Linked DNA regions of Zea mays: region 1 is linked to region 2. Evidence: chromatin contacts called from public Hi-C data. All regions are on one chromosome and are shown on one strand. Each heading gives the region's core, a stretch centred on a gene start, on an enhancer-like site or on the middle of the called end of the contact. The rest is flanking DNA. Distances are from core to core; before and after follow the strand shown.

Region 1 (4,418 bases), core at 146-2,645, 350 kb before region 2:
CTGGTCTGCTTAGGCCCCATAGGCAAGCCTAAATATGTGTGAAGGGGGGGAAGAACAAGTTGCACATCCAAATGTTCTTGCAAAGGTGATCAAGTTTTTCACTGCTTACATTGGCTGGGACCATCATTGGCTTCGAGAAGTTGATTTTCAGGCTACTTGAGTCACTGAAAGACTGGAAGATTCCTTTCAGGAAGAAGAGATGTGTAGCTGATGCTTCTAGGACGACCAGTGTGTCATCCACATGCTGGATAATTGGAAAGTCCAGTTTGGGGGCTGCTTTGTTGATTATGGACCTAAGGAAGGTTAGTAGCTGATACAAACAGCAAGGGAGAGAGGGGGATCACGGGTCACCCTACCTGACCCCTCTCCTACAATGAAATGTTTTGCCAGGGAGCCAAGAACTCGGGAATCCAGAGCATCAAAGCTAACCAAAAGGATATTTCTACTTGTATGAGGTGTCAGCCACATAGATTATACAGGTTAGTGGAGAATGATTAGGAGGGTAAAGCCAAAGGTGTTAGTTTCAGTAATGAAATAGTAGCAGCTCCTAAACTAGACAAGCATCAAACATAGCTGGTCCAACACTCCAACCTGCACTGTATACTATACGCGCTGTCCCATGCTTCATGCCTTCAATCATCTTGCTTTTATTGGGCACGGATTAGGAACAGGAGGAAATGTCTAACCCACATTTTCATGCCCCATTAAACTACCCTTTCTTGTGGGCAGCATCTATTTCAGAAATTGATGACGACAAATAACACCGCTCCTTTCTGGTCTCTTTTTTAACATACATGATATTCGGGAAAGATCTATATATCTTCCCGATAAAACCAGACATTAAATCATCTCTATTCAAAAATTAATAGGAAGGGATTTAATCCTCTCCAATTTCTGTTTATTCCAGCTCTCGGTCTCTAACAGAATAAGACCTAAGTAAGAAGCACGTATTAGAGTTTCGAAAATGACCCGTGCAGGACCAAACCTCCTACGCTTGACCCATTTCAACATCTCATTCCCAGAATACACAAACTTCTTCTCTAAACAAAAGATACATCTTAAAAAACTGGACAGTGGTTACCAAAAGCAGAGCAAGATTTGATACTGATAGGATAAAACACGAGGAAAAAAAATACTAGTACTCTACAACTGGTAGAATAGAAATGAAAAGACGATAGAAAGCATCCAATGGGAGAAAAGCACAGCAGCCCATGCATCATGCACGCACAACAACCGAGTGACGGACGGCGGGTGGACTAGTAGTAGTAGTTAAGCAGGCAAACAGCCCCGGCGAAGGAGACTGCCACGAGGTGGGCTAACGGGCGCAACAGCTACGTCCCAACCCACGCCATTGACGCCCTCTATATAAGCGGGGAGCCCCTGCAAGCATGGTCATCAGCCAAAGTATAAGCGCAGATCGAGTCATCAAGCTAGCTAGCCCGGAGCACGCCTAGACACGCCAGCAGCAATGGCGGCTCAGCTGGCCGTCGCGTTTCTCGCCTTGTTGTCCTCCTCTGCCTTCTTGGCCGTGTCTGGCCAGAAGTTCAACGCCATCTTCAGCTTCGGCGACTCCATGTCCGACACCGGCAACCTGTGCGTGAACGGTCCCCCCGCCGGCCTGACGCTCACCCAGCCGCCCTACGGCGAGACCTTCTTTGGCCGCGCCACCTGCCGCTGCTCCGACGGCCGCCTCGTCGTCGACTTCCTGGGTGGGTACCGTACTCTTTGCTCGCACGCACGTACACACGTCCTGACGTTCAATTCAAACGCACCGATTGGTTTTCCCTCCAAAAAAGACGGTTTTGCTCTGCTCGACGGGGACGAACGGGACGTGGCTGGCATGCTGAAAGTTCTCTTTTGCTTTTGTCGTTGCTGTCGCGCAGCCGAGAAGTTCGGGCTGCCGCTGCTGAAGCCGTCGAAGCAGGGCGGCTCAGACTTCAAGCAGGGCGCCAACATGGCGATCATTGGCGCGACCACCATGGACTCGGGCTTCTTCCAGTCGCTGGGCATCGCCGACAAGATCTGGAACAACGGGCCCCTCAACACCCAGATCCAGTGGTTCCAGCAGCTGATGCCGTCCATCTGCGGCTCGACGCAGGGTACGTACGTACGTGGCGCCGTTAAATTTAGATCCCATGCACGCACAACGCACGCATGGTCCATGGACCATGGAAGAAGATGACCGATCGATGAGGTGGCCATTAATTAACATAACCCGATTCGCGCAGCCTGCAAGTCGTACCTGTCCAAGTCCCTGTTCGTGCTGGGCGAGTTCGGCGGCAACGACTACAACGCGCAGATCTTCGGCGGCTACACCCCGGAGCAGGCGAGCGGGCAGAGCGCCACCATCGTGGACGCCATCGGCAAGGGCGTGGAGCAGCTCATCAGCCTGGGCGCCATGTACGTGGTGGTCCCGGGCGTGCTGCCCGTGGGGTGCTTCCCGATCTACCTGACGCTGTACCAGACCTCCAGCGCCGGCGACTACGACCAGTACGGCTGCCTGAAGCGCTTCAACGCGCTGTCGGCGCAGCACAACTCGCTGCTGCAGGCCAAGGTGTCGAGCCTGCAGAGCAAGTACCCCGGCGCGCGGGTCATGTACGCCGACTTCTACAGCCACGTGTACGACATGGTGAAGAGCCCCGGCAGCTACGGGTTCAGCACCAACCTCAGGGCCTGCTGCGGCGCCGGCGGCGGCAAGTACAACTACCAGAACGGCGCGCGGTGCGGCATGCCCGGCGCGTACGCGTGCTCTGACCCGGCGTCGTCGCTCAGCTGGGACGGCATCCACCTGACGGAGGCGGCGTATAGGAAGATCGCCGACGGCTGGGTCAGCGGGGCCTACTGCCACCCGGCCATCTCGGCCTAGAGGCTGCTCCGGGACCGGGGGTCGGGGGCTGGTTGGTGGTTCGCTGGCCCCTCAAGTTAGGGGAGGGGAATCGGATTAATTGTAATTTTTTTAGCTGGAATCGAAGCAGGCAAGAAGACGATGGAGGTGGTCTGCAACTGCAAGAAATAATCAATTATATAAGCATAATTCTCTCGTGATCATCGTGCGACAGCAGTGCTAAGATCACTTGTGTAGCCTAGCGTGCCATTTTAGGCCTTGTTCGGTTATTCCCAATACACATGGATTGGATGGGATTGGAAAAAATTCTTAAGAAGTTTGACTTGTTTGGGATTCAAACCCATCCAATCCCACTCAATCCATATAGATTGAGAGCTAACCGAACAAGCCCTTAGTAATAAGGCTATCTATCAGGCAGGGCAGGACGAGGAGGCCTTCGATGGCTTCCAGAGTGGCTTCGCTGCGCTACTCTTGAATGGCCGCGCGCGGCGTAGCTCTGCCAAGGAATTTGTCGCCAGAAGAGACCGTGCTTCAATGGCAGTGGCAGAGCTAGAATAATAAATTCAAGAGGCTGGCCATGTTCAATGCACTCTCTCTTCTTTCTTTGCCCCGAAATGAGGAGAATCTATGATGGGACAAGGGTTCGTCCAGCGTTTGGCAGACCAAATTTGGCGGCACCAACCTCCAATCACTCGGCCAGCCTTCAATTCAAGGTGTGCTCGGCTGAGTCTGCTCTGCCATCGCCTATCCGCTACCCGGTTCAAGTTGGAATTTCGACCAGGACCCGCTTAATACGAATGGCCCGGCCCAGCAGGCAGACCCGGTGGGCCTCTCGCACGCTCACTGCCCACACCTTTTTCATTTTTACATTTAATTCGAAAGTTTTGGACTATATCCTGAAACCAATATATATATATATATATATATATATATATATATATATATATATATATATAATTAGTGCCTTCCGCCCACACCAATAAACGATACAGACCTTATTATATACTCTGTCCATTTGTTTTATTTATCGCATTTTAATTTAAAAATAAACTAGCGAATGACAAATATTCGAAAACGAATGTAGTATATTTTTTAAAACTTCCCTCACACCAGGAGAGCAAGAACATAAGGAATTGATGAAACTGACTGAGAGGTTGGTTAGATAGCTCATTTGTTGGGCAGGTGTTAGGGACTGCCGGCCCAATAGCCCATGGTCTAGCCCAACTATCTGATGGCTTGTGCTACAAAGGAGCAAGTAAATAGAGCAGCAGTGGAAAAGATCATTCAGAACAGACTCTTTGGTTATTATGCTTCTTCTTCCTTAGTGTCTTCCTCTGGTACCCAGATCCCCCATTTCCTGTGCTTCTAGATACTTCTAGTGCCTTCCTCTAGCATCTGATCACCTGCTTGCTGTCAATCCTATATTTTGTCTCATACTGTATTGGATCATAGTTCCATGCTATTGTGTTGGAGTGAATTGAGTGTGAGTTCGTCCTCGAGATTGAGTGCTGCTAACAATTGGTATCAGAGGCGTTCGATCCTCAACTTCAATTTATCAACACCATGACTCTCA
Region 2 (4,140 bases), core at 103-2,602:
GACTCAGAATCACACATGTATATATTCAGGATTCAAACATCATCTATACGACGACTACGATCGAATTACAAGTTCGAATTGTTGTGCTAAGGGAGACAGTTTTTGTAGTCCACCGCCGTACGCTGGTGCTACGACCCGCCGGAGCAGACAACTCGTGTCAGTTTCGTGGAACCGGCCGGCCGGGGCGGAATCAAGCAAGGGGTGGTAGAAGAACAGCAGCATCGGTACCGTACCATATGCCGGCAGGCTGCAGACGCAACCTGCTGCTCATGTACATTTTCCCATGCACGCGACGCGACGCGACGCGACACCACCACAGCTAGCGTATAGTTGGTGCAGGTTCCCTTTTGAAAGTTAGGGCGAAGGAGGCGCGACGAGTGCCGCCGGGTCACCCACGTCTGCTACCAATTCTAGATGACCCCTGCCCTGCCCTGAGAGACTGAAAGCAGCATCTACTACTACTACTACCAGCCCAAAGTAGGTGCGGGCCGAGTCTTCTCGTCAGAGAAGCAAAGGAGAGGAGCAAATCCACCGGCTGCTTAATCGCGGGATTAGCAGGCCGGATGGAAGAAAACTCACGTCGTTCGCCCGCCTGATTATTGGTTGGGCCCCTAGCAGCTTCCTTCCTCGCACGGAACCGCCCATCATTGCCCACCCGAAAGGCGGCGATCACATGGAAGTCGCTGGTGTGGTGTCGTGTGTGTGTGTGTGATGTGTGCCGTGTGGATCGCAAAGCGGCCGAAGAAAAAGGACGGCAAACAGCGCACGGAACGAATGCGCTCGTCCTCGCCGGAGCGCGCAGCCGGTGCCGGTGCCGGGGCAAAGGCAACCACCGGACGGCCATCGGGTCAGCCGCGCTGCGTGACTGCGTGTCTGCGTCTGCTTGCTTGCTTGCTTGTTTGTTACTACTATACGTATTGTTCAATGGAATGAGTGAATGACGACATGTGGTTAGCCAGGTTGACAGCGGACGGTGGAGATGGTGGTGTAACGGCCGAATCACGCCCGGCGCGTGACCCTGCACCGTTGGATAGCGATCGGGTCGGGTGGGTGACGGAGTGGTCTGGTCTGCCATGGGAGCACGGGACCCCAGGTCAGGTCCGGATGGTCGCCGCCCGGCCCGGCCCGGCCCGGATGAGATACCGGCGGCGCAAAAGGCGAGGCGCGCAGCGCGCGCTGGTGTACATGCAAATACTCCGTGTGTTGTGTCTGCGCTAGGCAGACGGGCGCGACGCAAAAAGCTTTGTTCTCAGCGGAAGGGCCTCAGCCTCACGGGGGCGAGGCCGCGAGGCGAGGCTATAAAACGCTGCCCCACCCAAGCCAACCGCCTCGTCGTTCCATCCAGCTCTCCCAGCGCGCTGCTCGACTCGACTCGACTTCCTCTGCAACGCGTGTCCGGTGTAGGCTGAGAGAGTGAGTGAGAGGCGAGATGAGGAGCGGGCGGCTGGCGGTGGCGGTGGCGGTGGCTCTGGCGTGGGCGTTCGCGGCGTCGGCGGCGGCGGCGGCGCAGAAGTACAATGCCATCTTCAACTTCGGCGACTCCATCACCGACACCGGGAACCTCTGCACCAACGGGAGGCCGTCGCAGATCACCTTCACGCAGCCGCCCTACGGCGAGACCTACTTCGGCACGCCGACGTGCCGCTGCAGCGACGGCCGCGTCATCCCGGACTTCCTCTGCTCCAGGTTCGGCCTGCCGTTCCTGCCGCCGTCCAAGTCCACGACGGCCGACTTCAAGAAGGGCGCTAACATGGCCATCACCGGCGCCACGGCCATGGACGCGCCCTTCTTCCGCTCGCTCGGCCTCTCCGACAAGATCTGGAACAACGGGCCCATCAGCTTCCAGCTGCAGTGGTTCCAGCAGGTCACCTCCGCCGTGTGCGGGCAGGGTGAGTGAGTAGGAGTACACTACACCCCCATCCCATCCCATCCCATGCGTGCCAGGACGAATGAAAATACTAGCCTGTCTGTCTCTCTCTCTCCTGCCATCATCTCTCTGCTAGCCTCTGTTCCCTCACTGACGACCATCAACCATCATCATCACCCGCACGCAGACTGCAAGAGCTACCTGGCCAACTCGCTGTTCGTGTTCGGCGAGTTCGGGGGCAACGACTACAACGCCATGCTGTTCGGCAACTACAACGCGGACCAGGCCAGCACGTACACGCCGCAGATCGTGAGCGCCATCGCGGCCGGCGTGGAGAAGCTGCTGGCCATGGGCGCCACGGACGTGGTGGTGCCGGGGGTGCTCCCCATCGGCTGCTTCCCCATCTACCTCACCGTCTACGGCACCTCCAACAGCGCCGACTACGACGCGCTCGGCTGCCTCAAGAAGTTCAACGACCTCTCCACCAACCACAACGCCCAGTTGCAGGCCCAGATCTCCGCCCTCCAGGCCAAGTACAAGTCGGCGCGCATCATGTACGCCGACTTCTACTCCGCCGTCTACGACATGGTCAAGAACCCCGGCAGCTACGGTACGTCTACATGAACATCTCCCTCCTCGTCCATGACCTCGTGAGCAGTAGACTGTAGACGGAACGCTAGCTAGCTCGTCCAGGCGGCTACGGTACCTCGAGCAAGTGCCGGCTTGGCGGGTACTGCCCGGCGCTCAGAGGCGAGGCCGTCAGCCCGTCACGTGTGTAAACCAGTCGAGGCCGCAGGCGCAGCATGCATGGCGTACCATGTGCACGACATGGTTCAGTCGGGCCTGCAGGCTGCAGCGGCGAGACCGCGAGACGATCAGACGACATGACCGTTGCTCGGGCGCTGCGGAAGAGTGGGCGTGCCGTGCGGCGGCGAATAGAAAAATGCACCGGTCCCGGCCCGTCCGCGCTCGTGACGGCCGCCTGCAACGGCGGGCATTTGTTTTAGGCGCGGAGCGGCAGACCCCCGGCTCCAGCCCCAACAAATGGTGGCAGGCGGACGCACCTGCTCGGCGTCGCGGCCTGTGCGCGTACTATGTTCCCCAACTTAACGCGTGCGAATTGAACGCCTGCCGGCCGGGGCCGGGGGCACTGTTCCTGCACGTTGCGGGAACGCCCACGGCCCACGCATCACTGCCCGCCCGTGTGGTTTCCTCTGTCTGACTCCTTTCTCTCTCTCTCTCTGTGTGGCGCGGCCTACCTGCAGGGTTCAGCTCGGTGTTCCAGGCGTGCTGCGGCTCGGGGGGCGGCAAGTACAACTACCAGAACAGCGCGCGGTGCGGCATGTCGGGCGCGTCCGCGTGCTCCAGCCCGGCGTCGCACCTCAGCTGGGACGGCATCCACCTCACCGAGGCCGCCTACAAGCAGATCACCGACGGCTGGCTCAACGGGCCCTACTGCCGCCCCGCCATCCTCCACAGCTAAGCTAAGCGAGGGGAGGGCGATTAATTTTTTATTGTTGCCATGTTATTTATACCTGTGTTTACGTTGCCGGGAAAAAAGTGTCCCGGCAGCTGCATGCATGTGTTGCCTCTTGTAACTTGTTATACTGGTGGTCTTCATTTACAAATCAAATGGTATAGATTTTTCATGGAACCAAGGCATGTGGTCGGGGCTTTATAGAGAACTTTTGCAGCAATCACTCTCCAAGGTAGCCTGTCTGCTGCGACTTATTCGGAAACGGCTTCTACTTTTTCTACCGTATTCTGTCTTTATAAATTGCAATTAAATTGCAACTGCAACTGAGCGCTAGTCCAAATATCTGAACAAAGCGCTATCCGTATCGCCCGTCAGGAGGGCCCGTGATAGGGTCTTTGCGCTTGGCTCCAAGCCTCCAACGCACCATCACCAAGTCCTTGCAGAAGATATATCATAAGAGCCCTCCAAGCATCTGTTTCTTTGCATCCATATCGCCGCTACACCATCACAACAAACCTTTCGGTGTCCGGACAGCGAAGGCTGGTTGACCGGTGAACATGAGCACTGTTTCAAACAGATGAAATTAAATGCAGCAGAGCAAAATAACGACCAAGTTGCTGGTTCCAAGTAGAATGGTGAGAAAGCGGCTGCTAGAGTGATCACCCTCAAGGCTCAGCTTTGCTCACTTAGCTATGGATGGATCAGGCGAAGCAGACGGCTCAGATTTTACTCCAAAAAAGAGAACCTCAGGGAATATCCCTAATTCCAGCCGATCACAGCTAGGTGTATGCATTGT

What was found. A called contact is a pair of places that touch in the nucleus more often than the background predicts.
Region 1: a contact with region 2 is called in a Hi-C map of tassel, with 4 times the contacts expected there. The contact joins the promoter of LOC100274563 here to the promoter of LOC100501088 in region 2. A contact is called at or near these places in 13 of 25 Hi-C or Micro-C datasets (bundle sheath, ear, endosperm and 5 more) and 1 of 3 datasets of contacts at active chromatin or transcription factors (seedling).

Annotation. Positions count from the first base shown.
Region 1 is chr9:20,431,375-20,435,792 of Zm-B73-REFERENCE-NAM-5.0, reverse strand. LOC100274563 reads left to right here and starts at 1,395. Exons shown (of 3, transcript NM_001148918.2): 1 at 1,395-1,709; 2 at 1,884-2,099; 3 at 2,229-3,430. The coding sequence starts at 1,469. The coding sequence ends at 2,866.
Region 2 is chr9:20,078,777-20,082,916 of Zm-B73-REFERENCE-NAM-5.0, reverse strand. LOC100501088 (Lipase-like) reads left to right here and starts at 1,352. Exons shown (of 3, transcript NM_001398821.1): 1 at 1,352-1,889; 2 at 2,055-2,477; 3 at 3,133-3,519. The coding sequence starts at 1,430. The coding sequence ends at 3,350. LOC100285906 (beta-1,3-galactosyltransferase 6) reads right to left here. Exons shown (of 7, transcript NM_001158795.2): 7 at 4,104-4,140.